2 separate regions of the Mus musculus genome follow, and region 1 is linked to region 2. The links are chromatin contacts, called in public HiChIP or PLAC-seq maps. All regions are on one chromosome and are shown on one strand. The core of a region is the stretch at or near the end of the contact, and the rest is flanking DNA. Distances in the headings are between cores, read along the strand shown.

Region 1 (4,162 bases), core at 1,551-4,050, 790 kb before region 2:
TTCTTCCTGTGGCTGACTCACTAATCATTATTATCTTTCATTTTAACACAGACTCCAATCTATTTTTACCTCGATAGAGACCTGGTAGAGAGGAAGGACAGATGTGTTTAGAGAATAATAAAGAATCGATGTGGATAGAGAAGAGCAGAGGAAGTAGGAAACAATTGTGGGGAGGTGGCTTGTCACACGACTGGGTAAGTCCCCTGCAACAAAATAGGAAGTCAGAGTCCATTGAAGTTACTTGTGAAGAAGGTGATTTTCTGTAAAATATCCCTGTCTGCACTGGGTGTTGGCGAGTTTGATGTTGTTTTTCTTTTGGGCATATGGAAAGATGGTGTGGGTGGTAAGGGAGGGAAGGTTTCAAAGCTAGTAGCAGCAGAACTTATGAGAGGAAGGTTTTTAGCTGGGGTGAATAGTTTGTTTGTAGGTGACATCTCTGAGATTGTAAACATATGAGAGATCAAGAACACCACAAAGAGACTAGATTTGAAAGAACATAACTAGAACATTTTTGTCCTGACTGACCAATATCTTTATTATGATTTATGTCTATATAAATAAAGAGTGTGTAATACCTATATATACTTAGCATACACAGAGAAAGGGATAGATAGATAGATAGATAGATAGATAGATAGATAGATGAAAGAATGTTTCTGTAAATCTCCAATCCTAATAAACCTGTGTAAAGAACACACAGCTTAGTTATAGCATTTATAAGCTGCACACCTATATTGGGTAGATATACCACTACACTATTCCACAGCTATGAGATCCCTTGCTATATGCAGTTCCTCCAGGCCACATGGTTCTACTCCTTCCTTCCACCTCTTCTTTCTTCCTGTTTCTCTCTCTCCTTCCTCTCTAAAACCTCCAGCCCCTCCTTTCCTTTCCACTGCCCAATCACAGACTCTAACCTTTGTTTGACCAGTCAGCATGGGGGAGGTCCACATGGAATCACCTGAGTATGATCTGCTCCTCATCAGGGCAGCCCCTCTTGAGGAAGGAGAATTAGCATCAATATAGAAACAACTTTGCAACAGATGGAGACTTCCTTTCTTCAGCACTCAGCATAATTCTTTACCCATCTCTCCACTATAAGCAAAGAAGCTGTGATTTGGATCTGGACTTTTGTGACACTGTTATTTTATTACTGATTCATTTTTTTTCCCCAGAAAGATCGATAGACTTGAGAAAGGAGTTGGAATTGTCAGCTGACTTCTGCCTGCCTGCTGCTCTCTCTCTCTGTTTTCTTTCTTTCCTTCTTTCTTCCTTCCTTTCTTCCTTCCTTTCCTCCTTCCTTTCTTCCTTTCTTTCCTCCTTTCTTTCTTTCCTCCTTTCTTTCTTTCTTTCTTTCTTTCTTTCTTTCTTTCTTTCTTTCTTTCTTTCTTTCTTTCATGCTCTCTCTAATTTCTGATCCTGCCTGTTTCTTTCTCCTTCTCCTGTAGACTCTTCATTTTTGGTTTTCTGTTTCTTTCTGTCTCCATGATACTTTCTTTCTCTGCTTCATTATCTCTTATTTCTTCCTTGCTCATCCTTAGGATCTTTAGTTTTCTGACTCACTTCTCATTGTCTTTCATTTTAACACAGACTTCAGTCTATTTTTACTCCTCACATTGGATTAAAATTCTATTGCTTCATTATAAATGCATTAGGTTAAGACTCTTTAAAAGAAGGAGGCCCATTTCTGTCCTTCCAAGTTTCCTGTCCTTTGAGCCTGTGACCTGACATTCTGGGTCCTGGGTTGGAGACTCTGAATTCTGTGTGTCTAAGCTGGTACCTCATTACCAGTTGAGGGTCTCAAGTGCTTGTGATCTCTCGAGCATGCCAATGTGGGTAAGCCTGGATGTTGGTTTATGGGATGCATGTAATCCTTCAGCAAAAATATGTAGGCAGTCCAACACCTAGGAGGTCGATTAGGAGTGTCATGGACTAACTGTCCAGTGAAGATGAGGACACCAGCTTCCAGTGCACTCTTGCTTCTGACAGGGTAGAGATCGGCACAGAAGTGGGGTTGAGGGGTGAGGGCAGAATAGCTAGAGTTGAGGCACAGATTCGGTGATACAACGTTAGCAGCTATGAATAACTAAAAAAGAAATGTGCCTGGAATTGCTTGTCCCTGTACTGATCTCTGGGGCCACTAAGTATCCACACCCCTTGTCTTTCACACAAGGACATTTTGCAGACAAACCGATTTTAGAGATCTGAAAGGCAGAGTTCGATGTGTATGTAGATGTGAGAACGGCGAACAGAAGCCTGCTTATTTGCATATCATCAAGGGACCCTCCAGGACCCTCCTCACCCCACACTCTCGGGGCTGAGCCGAGTGTTGTTTCTGTTTTCAGATATGGCTGACAGTAAGAATCTTAATGATATGCAGGAGAGGAAGATCTCTAAAATGCTTTCTTTGTGGTCCTTCAAGTTTAAAGCACTTCATCCCTTCTTTCCTCCTGTTGTTTGAGGCAGTGTTTTATTATGTAGCCCAGGCTACCCTTCAGCTTTTGCCTCAGCCTTGAAAGTGGGGGGTTATAGGTGTGCACCACCAGACCTCACTTTCCAAGATACAGTGATTAAAATGAGTTTTGTAAAACATGCAAGTATGTTTTATCATACTTTTAAGACATTGAACTTACAGTTTTTTCATATCTAGTATTATATCTGTTTAAGAAGTAGAAAATCAGGTTTCTTGTAACCCAGAGCACTCTTCCAACTTTTAGTGCACTCAGGTTACTGAGCCAGACTCTGCCATGTCCCAGACACAGCCGCTCCGTCTGTGTGTGGTGTCACTTTGGACTCTAACTTTATAGTCAGTTTAGGAAATTGATTCCAGGAGAGCATGCTTTCAGTTTGTCCACATGTCTGGTGTGTCAGTCATCCTTCTGTCCACCTGAGTTTCTGTCTAATATTAACTCAAGGCTAAAGCTTTAACTTTATCTGATGCAGATTAGGGGCTGTGAACTCTCGCATTGAGGGAGCTGGAGGCAGCACCTTCAGTTTCAGGACTTTTTGTTGTTGTTGTTGGTTTGGGAATTCAAAGTTGACGAGATTTTTGATTCAGAATCTTAAAGGTGTCACTGTTTTCCCGTGGCCCCTGATGAGGGCTCGGTGAAGATACTCCCTAAGCTACTTTGTCCTCCCTGTCCTGGTGGCCCATTGCTTGCCTTTACAGTTTCTGCCTTCTGTTCACCCCTCTTGGCATTTGTTTTTCTCCTAGAAACTGTAATTTATAGTTTTTTTTTTTCTACCAACTTAGATTTTTTTTCAGTCTATATTTCTTCCTTCCAGATCTCCAGTTATACATAAATTCTACTCGAATGCCCCATATTCCATGTTCCAGTCTTTGGCTTATTTTTAACTGTTTCCCCTGTGACCTTTGTACTCGGTAGTTTTTATTGTGCCTTCATTGAAGATCTTCCACAGCTAAGCTCCTTCCTTTAATTTTAAAATTTCAGATATTATATTTTCTGCTGTATATGTTGTTTCTATTTTGGTATTTTTAATTATTTTTAGTATTTCATTTTACTTATTTGTATGCGTGTGTGTGTGTGTGTGTGTGTGTGTGTGTGTTTGGATGCAATGAGTGAGTGAGGTCAAAGGACAACTTTCAGAATCAGCTTCTCCCTTTCTACTCTGTGGGTTCCAGGGGTTGGTTGAACGCTGGTTGTCAGGCTTGGTAACAGGCTCCTTTACCCACATGCTTATATAATGGCCTTCCTTGAACTCTTTTAACATGTTTCTTTGAAATCTTTTTTATCAAGTTTATCGTACTGTTACAAAGGTCATTCCATGCTAATTGTATCTGCTGGTCATGTTTTGACTCTATTAATTGGGTTTGCCCACGTTTCTAATTCAGTGTGAGCACAAAGCCTGGCTTTTGAGTTTTCCTTTGAAGTGTTACATCTTACATGAGGAAGCAGTTACTCTGAGTACATGATCATTTTACAACTCATTTGTAAAGTTTATTTGGGTGGGTATAGTAGCTTTCCTTTGAGTCTAACTTAGCCCTTCAGTATGATTCTTCTGAGCTGACTGCCGAAGGCTTTGGATGCCAGTTAGGAAGCTTGCCGCCTCTCCGTCTCCCAGCCCTTTGTGAGCCTTTAGAGACACCGTCCAGTTCAGTGCTGTGATAGCAGTTGCCTTTTTCTAGATTCCATGGGCACTT
Region 2 (3,811 bases), core at 1,118-3,617:
TCACAGAATTGATGTGTGGGCTCCTATTTACTGATCATTTGTTATTTTTCTACTCAGCTTTTATTTCCCATTTTATTGAGGTATCACCTAATTTACATTAAAGTACATACATTTAAAATATGTTTGTTGCATTATAACTTATGAAATATGATGGTTCCTGCAAATGTCACAGCTGGCAACAAAGCAATCTGCAAAGAGGCAAGGATGAAAACTCAGTTAAGTATGGCATAATTAGCCAGGCTAACTCAAACTTCTAGAGTTTGACAATAGGCTAGATCATTTTAAACATATTTAAGTACTGTACAATTTGGATTAAAGTATTCTGGTAACAACTATCCTCTTACCATGTGCACAATAAATCTTAAGGGTTGACTACATCAAAACTCTATTGCAAAGTCCTGTGTTCTCTTACATGAAGATGGGTTCTATAGCTTAAGGGCCTGGGATCTGGTGTGGTCTCTGAGATAGCACAGAGGTCATCTGACATGTGACATCTCCCCTAAGGATGCATTCAGTTGATTGAGAAACAAAGCTAAGATGAGGTCTAGGGAGGAAGAGTCTGGGATAAACCTTTTGGGGGATTTGTGTAAGGCCTAGCTCTATGGAGAGCAAAGGACCCCAGGGTATTAACATTTACTTACTCCCAGCCCTCTGGGTAGGAAGCAGGTGTACACTTCCTTCACTGAGGAGACATCGCTTCATGATTAACATTCCTGGTTTCTCTGGTGCTAATCTGTGAATACTCGTGCCCTTTACAAAGAAGCAATTATACTTGAGATAATTTAATATTTTTATTATCCTCGACAGTTTTCTGATATACATTTATACTCCATAGCTCTCAACCTTGACAATTGTTAGACAGCATTGATCTACTTTCTGTCACTAAATATTACCATGCAATTAAAAACTGTATACACAGGGACTTATACAGAGGCATTTTTGTGTCTCGGTTTTCTACTCAGCCTAATCATGTTGACATACAACCAAATTTTTATACGTAAAATTTTTTTGAGAGTTGTTTCTTTTTAAAATGGCCCACTAGTTCTTTACTATACTGATCTCACACTTGGTTTATCAATTAACCTGTTGATGGACTTTCGAGCTCTTTCCAGATGAGGGAATATTTTTAAAGGAAGGTAGAAAATGTTCACTTAACATAGGAGTTTTATTTGTTTAGCAATATATGAATGATGGGTAAATACAGCATTCATTGCAATACTTAGGAACAAAAGATTTCTTTTTTTTTCTTTTCTTTTTTTTTCTTTTTCTTTCTTTCTTTCTTTTTTCTTTTTCTTTCTTTTTTTTTTTTTTCTGCTGCCAATTCTAGAAACTCAGCCTAGGGCTGCACATATGCTAGGCAAGTGAGTTAAGCCCCAGCACAGCAGAAAAAAAGAGGATAACATTTTTCTTCTTTTCTTTCCAGATTCTGAGGAGAGCAGACAAAAATGGTAAGACCCAAATTCTACAATTTCTATTTATTAATTCATTATATATTAGACTGTTTTCTAAAGAGCAGGGAAGTAGAAAGTCCTAGAAAAGGACGTGAAAAATACAATTTTAGCAATAGTCATAATTTTTGATGTTTATGTCTACAGATATTCATGAGAAGTTGGCAGATGAATTCAAATTTGACAGCAAGATGGGATTTATGCTTTTGAAGTCCCATCATATGTGAGCTGTTACTTCTCCCTTTAATGCTTGAAAAAAATGTATAGCAATAGCAGCTTCAATTTATCGAGTGTACTGGTGTATGAATTTTGTTTAGAGTTCTAAGCTACCAAGGTTTTTGAACATAAATCTGCTTGGTACCAACATCCACCAATTTCATAGTGGCCTAAGAAGTTCCCAAGGCATTGTGGTATTGCTGCCTGGAAACATTACAGCTTACTCTTGCCTGAAACATGGGAAACTCTCATCCACAGGTAGAGAGATGTGAAAGGCAGCAAACCAAAAATAAAAAATTTGCCCTGAAAATTTAGAGGCAGCTCTGCTAAGTCCAATTATAAGCTCATGGGTAATTTTTTACTCCTTGATTCCATTAGAGATTTCATTCCACAGAATCCGAGCTTATTAAGTTTGTTCTACTTAAGTACTTCAATATAGGCATATTACTGTTAAAAGTGGCTTAATGGTTTCAGGATACAAAAGCTTCTTTCCCATGCTTGAAATATCACTTCTTAGATTCAAGGAAAGATTGCAGTCAGATCTGACCATTACAACATGGTATCTAGTTTGTGCTTAAGAACACAGACCCATAAGAGCTTTCTCATTATACCCCTTTCTCGCCAACACCAAACATCCACCCAGGGAACACTGAAATAGCATCCCCAGTTTCATCATATAAACCTTGGTCTGACTATCAGAATAGCTTGTTTCAAATTATGTTGCAACAACTGTAATGTTACCAAATCAATGATGCCCTTTGCTCCCTTGTATTATTGCTCATGAAGATGGAAGTGAGGATATTTTCATTTTGCCCTCCTATCTGATTTTTTAGCCCTTTGCTTAATATCTGGTCCCAGTAGCACTGATCGACAACACAGGGACACATTGGTACTTATGCCAGCTGCCTTGTATTTCAGCTTCTGCCTGGTCTAATATACCTGGTCCCCTCTCCACTGAAGCTCCATGTTCTTTCTGGTGGTATCTTTTGTTTCCTTGGACCTTAAGACTCTGATTAAGGCTAGACATTATCTTTATATCTATCACTCCTCTTTCTATCAAAGTTATCATACTCCATAACCAAAGTAAAATCCAGTTATCATACTCCATATTCGTGACAAAAATCATCTGTCAAATCAATGCACATGAATAAATGTAATGGCTATAATAGCTCTATAATTCATGCTACCCAGCATAGTCACATGTTCTATCAGCTATGTATCCTTTATTTCCAACATCTCCTCCCCTGAACGTGATTCCTGTTTTCTACTCACTTTCATAGTGTTTGATTCTAACACATGATCAAAACCACCTTCTCCCAGCTCCTAACTCTCAGTCTTTGCTTGCATTTACCCTACAATCTTCTGAACCACACAATTGCCTGAGAATTTCTCCACTAGTCCAATTCCATGATACTTGCATGCCTTAACAACTGTTTATTATACATTCCTCTCTAGTGGTTTGTGAATATCCACATATTACATATGGCAAAAGTCTAGGAAGTCATCCATATGCTGCAGGGCCCCCGCCCATTGTCTGAGTCCCTAACTCTTCCACATATATAGATCAGTACAGTAGAGGGCTGAAGTTGATCCTAAGAGATTCTAGTTCTCTTAGCCAAGCTTGCTTCTCTAGGGCATAAATCTGTCTTCTGTGTCAATATTATGCCCAGCAAGTATTTTATACTTGTAGACAGTTGTTTAATAAGTTAGTAATGAAGATACTCTAGCCACAATACATCACTTTGATCTGCTCATTCCCCTCTACCTTCTCCCTACCTTATTCTTCATTCTGACTCTCAGTGTAAAGACGAGAGATGCTTAGCCTCCAGCAGGTCTGGGCATAAGTCACAGCTATTCCACCCTGTAGCTCTGCAGATGCCAGGAATCATTGTAAATAATAAATGAGATGATGTACGTAAAACCACCGGGGGAGTGTCTGACACACAGTAGTAACTTAATTTCCAAGTTATGAGTCCTTTCTGTGTCATGATGCCTTGACTATATGAAGCAACTGGTGACATTTCAATAATGTCTTCTGTAGTGGGATTTGGTAGAGAGAAAACATAAAGCTATTTACCAGGCATGCTGAAGTGAAAAAGAAAATTGGTGAGGGTAAGATGGAGTGTAAGTATGAAGATACAGAAGCA

Evidence for each region. HiChIP or PLAC-seq counts read pairs in DNA pulled down with a chosen protein or histone mark.
Region 1: an H3K27ac HiChIP or PLAC-seq map of hepatocytes shows a contact between it and region 2, with 6 times the contacts expected there. The contact joins two enhancer-like sites. A contact is called at or near these places in 1 of 484 Hi-C or Micro-C datasets (liver) and 1 of 115 datasets of contacts at active chromatin or transcription factors (hepatocytes).

The regions. Positions count from the first base shown.
Region 1 is chr4:15,925,414-15,929,575 of GRCm38.p6, reverse strand. The region is part of intron 5 of Decr1 (2,4-dienoyl CoA reductase 1, mitochondrial); the gene reads left to right. Among named protein-coding and RNA genes, the nearest start is that of Mir6400, 15 kb to the left of the region's middle. Within about 2 kb of position 2,800, at least 10 of the 459 cell types and tissues checked have an H3K27ac peak or open chromatin away from gene starts, as enhancers often do. A contact at or near this core is called in hepatocytes and liver, where this site is marked.
Region 2 is chr4:15,137,862-15,141,672 of GRCm38.p6, reverse strand. It overlaps Necab1 (N-terminal EF-hand calcium binding protein 1), which reads left to right. Exons shown (of 13, transcript NM_178617.4): 2 at 1,424-1,448. Among named protein-coding and RNA genes, the nearest start is that of Necab1, 9.4 kb to the left of the region's middle. Within about 2 kb of position 2,367, at least 3 of the 459 cell types and tissues checked have an H3K27ac peak or open chromatin away from gene starts, as enhancers often do. A contact at or near this core is called in hepatocytes and liver, where this site is marked.